3 separate regions of the Sus scrofa genome follow, and all the other regions are linked to region 2. The links are chromatin contacts, called in public Hi-C maps. All regions are on one chromosome and are shown on one strand. Each heading gives the region's core, a stretch centred on a gene start, on an enhancer-like site or on the middle of the called end of the contact. The rest is flanking DNA. Distances are from core to core; before and after follow the strand shown. Region 1 has its middle 31 kb from the start of MAP3K14. Region 2 holds the start of FMNL1 (formin-like protein 1). Region 3 holds the start of MAP3K14 (mitogen-activated protein kinase kinase kinase 14).

The links. A called contact is a pair of places that touch in the nucleus more often than the background predicts.
Region 1: a contact with region 2 is called in a Hi-C map of retroperitoneal adipose tissue, with 2.2 times the contacts expected there. The contact joins the enhancer-like site here to the promoter of FMNL1 in region 2. A contact is called at or near these places in 1 of 5 promoter capture datasets (liver), 9 of 47 Hi-C or Micro-C datasets (embryonic fibroblasts, liver, mesenteric adipose tissue and 4 more) and 2 of 2 datasets of contacts at active chromatin or transcription factors (alveolar macrophages and skeletal muscle).
Region 3: a contact with region 2 is called in a Hi-C map of liver, with 2.4 times the contacts expected there. The contact joins the promoter of MAP3K14 here to the promoter of FMNL1 in region 2. A contact is called at or near these places in 3 of 47 Hi-C or Micro-C datasets (blood, embryonic fibroblasts and liver) and 2 of 2 datasets of contacts at active chromatin or transcription factors (alveolar macrophages and skeletal muscle).

What each region holds. Positions count from the first base shown.
Region 1 is chr12:18,109,332-18,113,561 of Sscrofa11.1, reverse strand. No RefSeq gene overlaps it. Among named protein-coding and RNA genes, the nearest start is that of MAP3K14, 31 kb to the left of the region's middle. Within about 2 kb of position 2,216, at least 14 of the 83 cell types and tissues checked have an H3K27ac peak or open chromatin away from gene starts, as enhancers often do. A contact at or near this core is called in omental adipose tissue, retroperitoneal adipose tissue, skeletal muscle and 1 more, where this site is marked.
Region 2 is chr12:18,223,167-18,227,994 of Sscrofa11.1, reverse strand. It overlaps FMNL1 (formin-like protein 1), which reads left to right and starts at 2,374. Exons shown (of 26, transcript XM_021066841.1): 1 at 2,374-3,065. The coding sequence starts at 2,937. It overlaps LOC110255993 (a long non-coding RNA gene), which reads right to left and starts at 2,390. Exons shown (of 3, transcript XR_002337084.1): 1 at 1,644-2,390; 2 at 1,024-1,091.
Region 3 is chr12:18,141,291-18,146,169 of Sscrofa11.1, reverse strand. MAP3K14 (mitogen-activated protein kinase kinase kinase 14) reads right to left here and starts at 3,271. Exons shown (of 16, transcript XM_003131321.4): 1 at 3,162-3,271. It overlaps LOC102160528 (a long non-coding RNA gene), which reads left to right and starts at 3,410. Exons shown (of 4, transcript XR_306478.3): 1 at 3,410-3,772.

The sequences.
Region 1 (4,230 bases), core at 967-3,466, 110 kb after region 2:
ATTGCTGTGGCTGTGACATAGGTCAGCAGCTGTAGCTCTGATTCAACCCACAGCCTGGGAACTTCCATATGCTGTGGGTGCAGTCCTAAAAAGACCAAAAAAAAAAAATAATAATAATAATAAAAAAATAAAAAGTAAAACTCTTAGAAGAAGACATAGTATAACGGTATATCTTCATGACCCCAGATTAGGCACTGGTTTCTTAAATATGACATCAAATCACAACAAAAGGAAAAAATAGATAAATTGGACTTCATCAAAATTAAAAACTTTTGTGCTTTAAAGGACACCAACAAGAAAGCGAAAGACAGCCCATAGAATGGGAGAAAAAACTTGCAAATCATGTATCTGACAAGAGCTTAGTATCCAGACCATAGAAAGAACTCACCATTTAACAATTTAAAAAACCAGATAACTCAATTTAAAAATAACAAATGATCTAAATAGAATTCCCCCCCCCAAATATATACAAATGGCCAATAAACACATGCAAAGCAGCTCAACATCATAGTCATAAGGGAAATAAATGCAAATCAAAACCATAATGAGTGGAAGTTCCCTGGTGGCTCAGCAGGTTAAGGATCTAGCATTATCACTGCTGTGGCTTGGATCACAGCTGTGGTGCATGTTCGATCCCTGGCTTGGGAACTTCCACATGCCTCAGGCAACCCCCACCCCCCAAAAAACCCCATTATAATGAGATGCTACTTCTCACCCACTAGGATAGGAACAATAATGGACAATAGCGACTGTTGTTGAGGATGTGGAGAAACACACTGCTGGTGGGAACAAAGATGGTGCAGCCACTTTGGAAAACAATTAAAAATTCATCAAAACCTAATGGAGGCCCCGACAGACCTCTCTCTGACTGATGGCAACACAGAACTCAAGCAGCTGTAGGCCATAGGGGTGAGGTCCTGGAAAGGTGGAACACGGGGTTATCATAGGATTTATCAATTCTATTCCCAGGTATGCACCCAAGAGACTCAAAAACATACATTCACACAAAACCTTGTACGTGAATGGTTATAGCGGTGTTACTCATAACAGCTCAAAGTGGATACAACCCAAATGTTCATCAACTAATGAATGGATAAATAAGATGTGGCATATCCACACGAGGGACTTTACAATGGAATATTATTCAGCAATAAAAAGGAATGAAGCACGGATTCATGCTCCAACATGGAGGAACCTTGAAAATATTATGCTCGGGGAAAGGAGCCAGACACAAAAGGTCATATATTATATGAATGCTTTTTTTTTGGCCGCACCTGAATCACATGGAGGTTCCCAGGCTAGGGGTCTAATCGGAGCTGCAGCTGCCAGCCTTCGCCACAGCCACAGCAACGCCAGATCCAAGCCGCGCCTGCAATCTACACCCCAGCTCACGGCAATGCTGGATCCTTAACCCACTGAGTGAAGCCAGGGATTGAATCTACAACCTCATGGATGCTAGTCGGGTTCGTCACCATTGAGACACGACGGGGAGCTCCCTCTCTCCATTTCTTTAGGCCTTCTTGAATTTCTCTCAGCAATATTTTGTAATCTTCAGTGCAGTAGTCTCACACATAATCTATGAAATTTTTTCTTTTAAAAATTATTTTATCTTTTGTCTTTTTAGGGCCACACCCGCAGCATATGGAGGTTCCCAGGCTAGGGGTCGAATCGGAACTGTGGCTGCCAGCTTACGCCACAGCTCACGGCAAGCCAGATCCTTAATGCACTAAGTGAGGCCAGGAATCGAACCCACAACCTCATCAGCTGCGCCACGATGGGAACACCTGTGAATTTTTTCTTAAATATATATATTTTTGATGCCGTTGCACATGGAAAAAATCTCACATTTCATTTTCCCTTGTTGGTAGCAGAGCTGAATGCTTCCAGAAGCAGATGGGAGAATATGAGCCCGTCGAGCAGCAGGGTCCCCCAGGCCTGGCCTCCTGCTCTCCCCTGTCCGGCATCAGCCTTCTCCCTGTTACTGGTTTCCGAAGCAGCTTGCCTTTGGCACAGCCCCTCTGTCTCCACCTCCAGCAGATAGCTTCCAGAAAGTAAGGCTCAGACACCACTGGCCCCTGTCCAGATGCCGGCTTAAGTGCCTGGAAGTTTCTCGGAGCCTCACATTGTCATTCGGATCTGTCCCTGGGGGTGCAGCGCTCTCGCAATCAGGGCAATCACCGCTCTGGGCCTTCTGCTGACGGGCAGTCCGTGGCAGGGTGTGGCAGGCAGGAAGCTCAGGGCAGGGCTGCCCACTTTGAGTTCAGGCCTGCGGAGTAAGTGGGGTTTCAGGGCACTGCGGCTGCTGGCTGGGGTGGAGGTGGCCAGGGCAGTGAGGACCTCTACTCCTCATCCCCTGAGCATCTCTGCGGGCCTGGCCCTGTATTTGCTGCTGTGGGAGCACAAAGGCAAGAGGTCCTGGCTTCTGCCTTCCAGCAGCTTCCATTCTATAGGCTCAAGAAAGACTCTGGCTACAGAAAACCAGAGCACAAGGAAGTAAATCAGTCCAGGATTTTTCTTTTCTTTTCTTTTCTTTTTTTTTGTATTTTTAGGGCCGTACCTGTGGCATATGGAAGTTCCTAGGCTAGGGGTCAAACCAGAGCTAAAGCTGCCAGCATACACCACAGCCACAGCAACTCCAGATCCAAGCTGCACCTGCAACCTACACCACAGCTCATGGCAACGCCTGATCCTTAACCCACTGAGCGAGGTCAGGGATCGAACCTACATCCTCTCGGATACTAGTCGGGTTCATTACCATGGAGCCATGTGGGAACTCCCAGGACTTTTCTTTTTAAATTTTTTTAATTTATCTTCTTTTTTTTTTGGCTGCACATGAGGCATGTGGAAGTTCTTAGGCCCAGGATTGAACCTGTGCCACAGCAGTGACATGAGCCACAGCAGAGACAACACTGGATCCTTAACCGCCTGTGCCACAGAGAAGTCCAGTCCAGGGTTTTTCAGTTGCAAGTAACATGATCTCTAGAGAGAAAAGATTGCGTGCTTCTCACTTCTGAAAGTAATTCAGATTCAAATGTTAATTTTTGAAATATGTATGGTGTGTGTGTATGCCAGAATTAACATTGACCCTGATTGCAAAATTCTAAATAAGTTTATCAAAGCTGAAATCTTTTTTTTTTCTTTGTTGATCCTCTAAGTTAGCTCGTGCCCTAAGTCTATGCTCTGAGTTATCCAAACTGAACCAATCTCGAAAAAAGAATATTCTGTCCCCATGTCTGAAGGGATTCCAGCTTCACGCTTGGCTGGATCCAGGTCCTTATAACATGCTGTATGAAATCTGCCTGGCTCTGCTCTTCTCTATTTTGGCTTCTTGGAGATGCTCGTACTCCTAGGACCATATCCCATGATTAGCACTCCCACTTGAAATGGGACTCTTTCCTGGTCGTACCAGAAATGCCCTTAATTAACTGACTCTGATGACTGGGTCACAGGCCCACCCTTGCACCATTCTCTGTTCCGGTCAGTGGCGGGGATGAGGGTGGTTGCAAGAAGACGGGATGCTCTGACTCCTCTCTGGATCCTGGGGTGAAGCCAGTGTCTTCTGGACCACATACATGACTGAAGTTTGGGGGGTACATGATTTCCCAAGGAAGATTAGTGTTGTGACCGCAAGGAAGATAGATGCTGATTCGGATAACATCCTACGGCTGGTAGGATGATGGAACAAGACCTCAGAGAGGTATGAACCAAGGGCTGTGGGAATTCAGAGGAGGGAGGTTGTATCTGCAGTTGGGGAGCTCAAGGGAGGCTTCATGGAGGAGGATGTGTCCGGGCTGAGCCTTGATGTTTGCGTGTTGGATCTGGGGGATGGGAAGGAAAGGGCATTCTGGGCAGAGGGGACGACGTGAGCAAAAATCTGGAAGCAAGCGCAGAGAGGAACTGGATGAGGGAAAGGCTTTGAATGGGCGTGGATTGACGTTGGGAGGCATTCAAGGATGGTTCTGGAGCCAAGGCTGGGTTCATCAGATCTGAGCTCCTGGGAGCAGATACTATCAGCCTCAGGGGCTCTGACTCTTTGCTTCACCCCCTGCTTCTTCCCCCTGGGCTGCCCTGAGGGCCCGCAGATCCCTCTTCCTTTAGCTCAGCCCGGGCACGCTTGGAGTTTTCCAATAGAAATGCTTACTGTGAAACAGAAGGAAAGTGAAAGCGCAAAGTGTGATCACGGAACTTGGCTTTCTCCTGCCAAAGTGCAGAAAGCCTGAGTACCCCCGA
Region 2 (4,828 bases), core at 1,125-3,624:
CCAGCAGGGGGAAGCACATACCTACCAAAGCATTGATCCCAAACTTCACCAAGCATCCCTTCTAGGATTTCCTCCTCTGTGCATCATGATTGGAAAGACACTTCTTACCCAAGTCAACCACATCTATTAGGTAATGATTGATTAAAATTTCTCCCCTTCCCCTCTTTTTTGTACCTCACTGCTCTGATGAGCATGAGAGAGGGATAATGTAGGCTTGCTGGGCTGATCATTTTCCACACAAGAAGTCCTACTTAGCCCAGGCTTACTGCTATCAGGCCTTGAGGGGGCAGTGGCTGGCAATGGCCTGAGCACTCCCAGGGGTTGAGGGTGCAGGCTGGTAACTACTACATTAGAGGCTCCCCCAACCCACTTGGATTTCCAGCTGCGGGGCACAAATCCTACCCTTGTCCTACCCACTCAAAGAGTTATTATTATTTTTTAGGGCCATACCTGAGGCATCTGGATGTTTCCAGGGTAGGGAGTTGAATCAGAGCTGCAGCTGCCATCCTACACCACAGCCACAGCAACACCGGCTCCTTAACCCACTGAACGAGGCCAGGGATCAAACCCGCAACCTCATGGATACTGGTCAGGTTCTTAACCCACTGAGCCACAACAGGAACTCCAGCTCAAAGAAGTAGTTCTGAGCAAGAGGAAGCATGAACACCTGGCACCATAGGCTGACTGGTGGCAGCCACTCTCCCAGATGTGTTTAGAGTCTGTTCCTTGCCAGGCTGTGAGCAGCCCAAGGACAGTCTCCGGGAGTGAACACAGTGCGGGGCACACAGTTGGTGTTAAATAAAGGCTTGTTGTTAAATGGAAAGTGATAACCGGTGAGGAGATCAGGGACTAAATTCCTTCAAAAACAAAAAGAAAGAAAGCAAAGGAGAGATCTGAGCTAGTCTCAAGGGCAAGAACTCAAGGGCAAGGACCCAAGAACTCTGCTCTGGGCTGAAGGTGCGGGCAGTGGGCATGGAAGATCACTTTCTTAGCACATCCAAGGAGTATCTTGCTGTGTCTTACCTTACGGGTCCCTGGTTGGGACACGGAATAAGTGATCACATCTCTCGCCCACCAGAGGTGCTGGTGACCTTGGCAGAAGAAAGGCTTAAATCAGGTGAGCCTGGGGGAGGGGGCTGGTTCATTCCAGGGCCTTCCTTAAGATTAGATAAACTTCCCAGCTCCTGCTTAAACTCCAGTCAGTGGTTCTGAATTTGAGAGGGAGGGCGGAAAGAAGAGAAGCTATTGGGGAGGGGACACTCATGGTCCTTGCCTGGCTCAGAGAAAAATCCAGGGCTTTGTCCTCCGTGCTTTGGTAGTGCAAGGAAGGACCAGCTGGGGATCCCCACAAATTAAACGGGGAGTGGGAGGAGCAACGGAAAGAGAAAAGCCTCAAATTCAGGCTGGAGATTGTGTCTGGACTTGGGGTTCTGTACTCCCCCCTCCCCAATACTCTTTCATCCTCTGGTCCATCCTGAATGAATGGAAGGCCAGGACTGCAGCTCCACCGCAGTGTAGATTTCGGAGGTGGACAGCAAGGAGGCCTGTTCCAGACCTTTATTAGCTGTGTGCCCTTGGGCAAGTCATTTAGCCACTCTGAGCCTCAGTTTCCCCACCTCTAGAAGGAGATTATCAATACCTACCTTCCCTGGTCATTGTCAGGATGGACGAAAGAAGACCTCTGGAAGCATTTCTGTTATTGCCAGACATCAGAGATTGTTATTCTCCAAGGTGAGCAAGAGGCCACCTTAGGTCCCTGGAGGTGACAGCGTCAAGGAGATTTTTTTTTTTCCCTCCTTCTTCGGTGCCCGCTCCTTTCCCAGAGTGGATGCTGGCTTTAATCCTCCCGTTCCCCAGCCCCCGCGCTTCTCCTTGAGACCGCCTTGGTGGTACCCAGATTCTCACAGCCTGCCTTCTTCCTTGGGCGCCCCCATTCTAGAAGCACTGGGGATGCCCGCACAGGCGCAGAGTTGGTCCACAGTGAACCAGCTTGCTGGGGTCTCCGCTGGTCTGGATCTGCCCCCCCCACCCGCCCTGCTTTGGGGTTCTTTTTTTGCAGATGGTTCCCTCTCGTCCTCAGCTCGGTTCTGGGCTAAACAGAGGAGGAGAGAAACAAGGGGTGGGGGGCTTGGAAGGGGGTTCCCACCCTCTCCGGCGGGAACCCGAGAGCGGGACGCAGCCCTTGGCGCCGCAACGCCGTACCGTCAGGGGTCTTCAAGCCGCGCTCAGCAGGTGCTGGCAGTCCTGGACTCCGAGGACTGCCCGCTGCGTCCCCCAGGCCGTGACCCCCTTCGCCCAGACCCTTCCAGTCCCCCGGCTCCGAGTGAGCGGGAGCCTACGGTTCTAGGACCCGGAGGCGCCGCGGAGCGCGCCGCCGCCTCTGCCTCGCCTCTGTCGCTCCCGCTCCGGCAGGTGAAGCGGCGCCGGCCGCCCCCTCTGCGGCAGGTGAAGCGGGTCGGCAGCCCCCTCCTAGCCGCGCCATGGCTGCGGCGGACCCCCGGCCGGCGCCCGGCGCCCGCCCCCTCCCTCCAGCCCGCCCCCCTGGGGCAGGGCGCGTAGCAGCGGCGGCGGCGAAATGCGGTTTGCGCGCACGGGGAGCGACAGCAGAAGTTAGAAGATCGCCGAGGGGGGAGCCCGCGCCGCAGCTTCCTGCCCCCGGCCCAGCCCTCTGGCCCCGGCGGCCTGCAGTCTGACTTCCTCCCCACCACCGCAGCTCGCCGCCCTGCTCCTCGGACGGGGCCGCCCCGATGGGACGCCGCGCCCCGGTCCCTGCGCGCCGCTGAGCCGAGAGCCCGCGTCGCCGAGCCCCAGCCGCCGCCGCCGCCGCCGCGAGCCGCTGTCCGCCTCGCCCCCCAGGCCGGGAGCCTCCTCCGTCCTCCCCGGGAAAGCTGGATTTCCGAGGCTGGAGGCGCCTGGCTGGCTGGGTGGGGACCACCATGGGCAACGCGGCCGGCAGTGCGGAGCAGCCCGCGAGCCCCGCCGCGCTGTCCCCCAAGCAGCCCGCGGCGCCCAAGCAGCCGATGCCCGCGGCTGGAGAGCTGGAAGAGAGGTTTAACCGGGTCCTGGTGAGTGTGACCCTCTGTGCGCGGGGCGCGGGAGAGGGGAGAGCAGGGGCTCGGCACGCGTCCCCGCCCCCGGGGGCTCAGGTGCCGCTTGGAGATTGCTGGCGGCCGGGTGTCGGCCCCTCCAGGGGGTGGGAGTGACTTAGCACTCTCCCCCAAAACTTTCTTCTGCAATCGCCCAGTTTCCCTCCCCAGGGCCCCCCTCCCCCATCGCTTCTGGGTCTAAAGGTCTAAACAAAAATGTCCTGTGAGGAAGTTAGGAGTGGAGCACGCAGGGGGGTCCAGGGGCACCCCCTTCCCCATTGCACGCAGGCCCAGCCACTCCGTGCAGGTCTGGAGCATCTGCTGGTGTCTCAGGGTCAAAGACAGAAGGGATTAGTTGCGGTTTAACCACCTGGGAGCTGGAAACTGAGTAGAGGTGTTTGATCCTGATTTGCTGGGAGCTGGGTTGTCAGATCATGCACAGGGGCTGCCTGTGTTTCTCCCTCCCTGTCTGTGGGGGAGAGGTTGTCTGTGGGTCCTTAGCTTACCAATCCCTTCCTACCCACGGAGGGGTTAAGGTTAGGAAGGGCGGGGTCAGGGTGGGTTGGTCTGTCTGGCTTGGGGTGGAGCAAGAGTCTGGAAGCCCCTCTCCCGCTTTGTCACCTGCTCCAGGGGCTTGGGGACTAGTTCTCCGGGGAGGAAGCCATCAGCTCAGGCTGAACCTGAAGGCGGTTCGGATGACTGGGGGCTCCAGAGCAAAGTCCGGGTTCCCTAAGACCTGGTGGAAGAAAGGGGAGGGGGGGCCGGGCGGAGAGAAGGGCCACTCCTTCTCACTTCCTTACCTCTACCCTGTCCCAGGCTCCCTAATCCTCTAACTAATTACCTGGTGGCCTGTCTGCTGTCAGCTCTCTTGCCAGACCCTGGGTGACAGGCCCATAAGGCCGTGCCTTTTCCCAGAGGCCCTTCCAAGTCTGAGCAGGCTGGCACCGCAGGTCTGAGGGTGGGGGCCCAAGGGAGGCGCAGGCAGCGGAGCCACGCAGGCCCGTGGCCGCTCGCTTCTTGCCTCCTCCACCTCCTTGACATCATTTCCCCTCCCCTGGCCAGCCATGAGGCCGTACTTGCCAGATCCTCTGCCTGGCCCCTCCTCACAGTTCCTGGAAATCCTGGCCGCGGTCCCCTCCCCGGAGGAAGGCTTGGAGGAGCCATGGGGTGGGGTGGGTCCGATCCATCCACGAGAAGGCACCTTGCTTGCTTAGGGGAAAGGGAGGGACCCCGGGGGACACCTCACACCAGGCGAGGCCCTGAATAACCCATCTCTCCACCTGCTTCCCTTTCCCCAAAGCCATGGCTTGATGAAGCTGAGCTGAGCAGAGCAGATGGGGGAGGGGGGAGAACGAGGAGAGATGGTCTCTGGGGGTGTCTGGGGAGCCTGAGTGGGTGGTGGATCCCTGGACCCCAGCCAGCCTGACTGGGGAGACCCCAGTCTGTCTTCTCCCTTCAGTGCGTGTCTGCGGCTGGCGGGGCCAGGCTCGCAGGGTGAGGTCCAGACCCCAGTCCGTTCTCGGTTACGCACACTCTTATGGGGAGGAGCTGTGTGAATAATTCAGACCCACTGGAAAACCCAAAAGTCCAGCGATGAGGTTCTGATGCCCGTGTGGGACTTGACTGCCCTGCTTGCCTTTTTTTTTTGGCTTTATTTCTCATTGGCTGAGCCTGACACAAAATGCCACTAGGAGTCCCCGAGAACCTGGTTGTGGAGGGTGGAGGCTCTGGTGGAGAACGTG
Region 3 (4,879 bases), core at 2,022-4,521, 83 kb after region 2:
ATGTCAAGAACTGTGGGTTCAGATTCTGGGCATGACACTGATTTCCTGAGTAATCACATCCACTTTAGGTTCCTGAGCTTTGCCTCTGCCTCTTTTTATAGGAGTATTGTGAAAAAATACAAAAAAAAAAAAAAAAAAAAAAGAAAGGCCACTGAGTACCATTACTCTTGATGCCATATAATTTCAAGAGATTACATTATATCACATTATAATTTATTATAATTATACCATATTATATTAGGAGGATAAATTAAAGGATATCAAATAACAATAAGGGGAGGGATCTTTGAAGCTGGAATACAAAGAAGGGCACACGGGCCACAGAGGAAAAGTGACTTTTCTCTGCATTGTCACTCAGGTAGTAAGACAAAGCCAGAACCGAGGATCCCAAATCCAAATCCAAATCTCACTTAGCTCAACTGGAAAGGTTCTACCACCAAATCTGCCCTATGTTTGGCCTTCCATTTCTAATCCACTGCTTTCAACATTTCAGTCAGTGTCGCCGAGGAAATGTGAAGCCTTCACACGTGCACCACTTTGAACGCTCACCCTCCCCTCTGAAGATGCCTGACCCCCCCCTCCTTCCCCTGCCAAGGGAAGTCAGGGTGCAGAGACCGGAGGAATGGGCTTCTCCTTAGACCTCCCAAAGCCACGGACAGGGAACTGTCCTCCTTCCCGCCAATTTCACATGGGTACCATCAAAAAGTGCCCATAAGGCTCAGATGTTTCCAGTTTAACTGAAATACTAAAATGGGGCAAACAGGAAGCATCAGACACAACTGCGGTAGTGACTTATTAATCATGAAAGCAGAATTTTAGTTGCATTTTAACCTTTTGCCAGGAAAAAAAAAAAAAAAAAAAAAAAAAAAAAAAAAAAACAGCTCTGAGAGGATGGAAGCCATTGGTACAAAGATGCTACCTCTATGTATCAAGCTGGCTTACACTTTTAACTTAGGACTGATTTTGGCTTGACGATTTCTTAACTACCTTCCCAGAAAGAATACCCGTCAAGCCAACCAACATGAATCGCTCAGCTCTTCATCAAGGCAGGCCTGTTAGGAAAGCGCATGTGCTATCCATTGAGACAGGAAAAAAAATAGGAAATTAAAAGTGACTTCGCAGGCCAAAGTGATGGAACACTCTTAAGAGGGTGCCAACAATGAGGAAAACAACCCTGGATTAGGTTTTCCCTCTTTCCATATCTACTGATCCCTCACCAGACCCTGGCCAGGATGAACTGTTACCCCCCCCCCCACACACACACAAAATCACAACAGTTGCCTGGAGTTGAACAACCAATCAGGGCAGGCCTGCTTCTCAACATTAAATGATATACAAACACTCCAAGCAGATCACAATGGAGTCAGTGTTCAACAGGAGAACCAAAATGAGGAACCAAGCCTCCATCTGTTGAGGCGAAATGGCCAACCAGACATTTTTGTTTAATAAATGAAGGCTCCTCTGGCAGGGTCTCTTGTCTGTGGTGCCACTCCCACCAAGTCTAACAGACAATACCAGGGGCGAAAAAGCCCCTTCAGGCCTGCTCCTTATAATCCGAAAGCAGTCAGAATATGACCTAAAGCTTGGCAGCTTACTGCTGTCTGATTTCGCCAAAGTGCTGGAACATATACCTGGGTATGTATTTCCAAAATTAAAGTCAGAGACCAGTACTTTCATTTGGAGGCCTTCTGAGAAGTTCACCACCCCCTTCCAGATCAAGGAAGATGTCAGAAAGTCTGAGGTCTGGCATCCCTGCCCCAAAGGACTTTGACGTCACTTAAAAGAACACCAGGAGTAAATCCAAACGCCTTGGAAGACAAGCACCTGTCCTCTCAGGTTAAGAGCGGGAGCAGCACACCAAACACTTCTCCCTCTGCCCTGCATCTAAGTACCATGATGTGGTCCTGGTCCAGGGGAAGTAGCCCAGGCTGGGGTCCTCACCCCAAGTCCTAGCTGCAAGGCATGAGGCAAGATATATAACAACAGCCCCCCTCCCCAACACACGCAGGTCTGCCTCAGGTGCCTCACTCTCAAACAGGACAATACCATCTATCTTATCACACAGACATCTGAAGGAAAAATGAGGTTACAGGTATGAAGATACTAAGTAAAAAACACATCACTTATGTTAAGATACTATCTCCCTCTAATCTTTCAGAAAGACCATGTTTCTAGTCAAGGGGTTTTCAACATTTTTCCTGGAATGAACTTCAGAAAGCTATTTTGTATCAGGCCCTACCTCTCATTGTTCAGCTTCTCTTGCTTTCAGAGTTCTTAATCAAGGCCCTGGTATTCACAGTCCCCCAGTCAATAAAAATCATTTTGCTATTTATACCACTGAGTTCTGTATTTTTTTCTCCACTCATTCCCCAGTTCACCCTTTAGGACTGAAAGCAACATTTTAACTTCAATTAGGGGAAAAAAAACCCTGCTTTTTCTGAAGCTACCCAGCACCAAGGAGGCTCCCGGGCAGCTGGGGCTCTCTGCACTATACAAGTGACCTCTTTCTGCCCGGTGCCCGGTGGCTGCAGGCAGCCAGGGCCAGGATGGGCTTCCAAGATAGGCTATTTTCTCTGAGCCGACAAATAAAGTCCTGAGTGGAGCGGACAGAAGTACAGAGGGGTCAGGGGAAGGAAGAGGATGCTGCAAGTGGCCAGCACTGCTCCGGTGGGTGCCAAGGGCAGGCTCTGCCTCTTCTCCCAGGCTCGGGATGTGACCAGGAAAGGCCAGAGAGTTGCATTGACCGGGAAGATAGGAGGGCGCAAGAATCCGGCGCACTTGGCCCGGTGGCGAGGTGAGCCCGCATCCTGAGGGGCAACCAAGGCACGGAGCAGGAGGGGCAGGCCTGGCGGTGGGAGCAGCGGAGCGCGGGGAAACGGGAGTGCTGGGGAAGGGGAAGCAGGGCGTCCCCGCGCGCGCTTCGAGGGGCGGGTGCGAGGGGCGAGCAGGGCGTGCGATCGTGGCCCTGGCAGCGTGTGTGAGGGCGCGCCGGCGGCCCGCCGCCAGGGCCGAGGGCCCGCGCCCTAGTGGGTGCGACTGGCCGAGCCGCCGACCCCCACCAATCTGGGGCGGCGGGCCAGGCCACAGTCTGGCCTCGGGCTGAGGTGCCACCTATCCCCTCTGCCCCTCTCCGGGACCAGGGGTCCCGCCCAGTCACCTACCGGCTGAGCGCCGATCTCCCCCACCAGCGAGTGTCGCGCTCCCCTCGCCCGCGATCTCCCGCCGCCGGTCGCCGACTGCTGCTCTCTGGGCCCACGGTCGCCCCGCCCCGTTTCGGGCCCCGCCCCCTCACCGCCTTCCCGGCCACCCCCGGGGCCACGCCTCCGCCGGTAGCTGCAAATTTGCCTTCGTTCGCACCTCCTTGCTTTGGCCTCACCTAGACCCTTGGCCCCGCCCACTCCTCCAATCTAACCAATGAGACGGCTCGTCCCAGCTAGTTCCGTCCTACCGCCCCAAGCAACGATTGGTTAACAAGGCCTCGTTTCCAGAAATGGGAACTATTTCCGGACAGTGTTTATAGCGAAGAGATTGCTGGGCCGACTAATTGACAGAAGGCGGAGGCGGCCTGCGGGTTGGTGCAACCACACATGCGCGCAGGGCTTCTGGCAGCTTTACGGGTTGCGTTCTTCTTGAGGTTACGGGAAGGAAGGGCGAGTGTGCGCACGCGCGGGCACTCCCCAGCCTCGTACCTGGTTACCTAGGAGACGGCGAGGCGCTCACCCTCCTGGTTTGGGTCGTGCTTCTTTGCTCCAGGCCTTGGCTCAGGCGGCAGGTGTGTGTGTGGCGGGGAGAGGGGGTGGCGGTTAGAAAAACTTGTATTGAGCACTTACTGTGAGCCCCGCGCTATGAAGCCCCTGAGGATGAGTAAAACAGGTTCTAGTGTCTGTCGGAGAGAAGCTTGCTAAAGGCCAACACAGGTCAGTCCTCTGTGTTGAAACTCAGGTCTCGTGAGAGCATGCGGCTGGCTTGATGCAGTCCCTTCCCACAGAAAAGCAACGTGATGTGAATGCTGCCTGAAGCATCTCCTCACTGGGTTTACAGGTTACAGAGCCAGAAAGAAGACTAGAGCTTTACTTACAGTTTTTTGGAGGTTTTTTTGGCCACACTTGCAGCATGCGGAATCCTTAACTGCTAGGCCCCCAGGGAACTACGAGCCTCCGCTAGGCCCCCAGGGAACTACGAGCTTTGCTTAGTAAAAAAGGACTTGGAGTCTGAATATACATCAAGGTATCAACAGTGCTTCTCTCTGAATGGGGATGGCGTGGGGGTGGGGGTGGGGAAGGGGTAGGGGAGGTATGGATATTTTCCAGTGTTTTCCATATTTTATTGTTTATATTTTTCCGTACTTTTCAGTGTTTCCACAATGAGCTTGTACTTATTTATAATAAAAAATATTTCACACTTAAAAAGTTTGCAAAATGGGGAGTTCCCGTCGTGGCTTAGTGGTTAATGAACCCGACTAGTATCCATGAGGACGCCAATTTGATCCCTGGCCTCGCTCAGCAGGTTAAGGATCCGGTGCTGCCATGAGCTGTGGTGTAGGTTGCAGGCACGGCTTGGATCCTGCATTGCTGTGGCTGTGGCTTAGGCCAGCAGCTACAGCTCAATTCGGCCCCTAGCCTGGGAACCTTCATATGCTGCGGGTGCAGTCCTAAAAAGACCAAAAAAATTTTGCAAAATACAAGATATGCCCTACCCCTATCAGTGGTCTAGGGCAGGCAGGTGTGGTAAGTGGCCCTAGTGGTAGGGGTGGGCAAGCCCCATCGAAGGCTATCTGGGGAAGTAAGGATCACCTTTACCTCTGGAAGTGTTGGAGCGAAGACCTGCTCCAGACCACTTTGCAGGCAGTCCTTCGCAGCTTGAAGTCTATTTCTGGAGT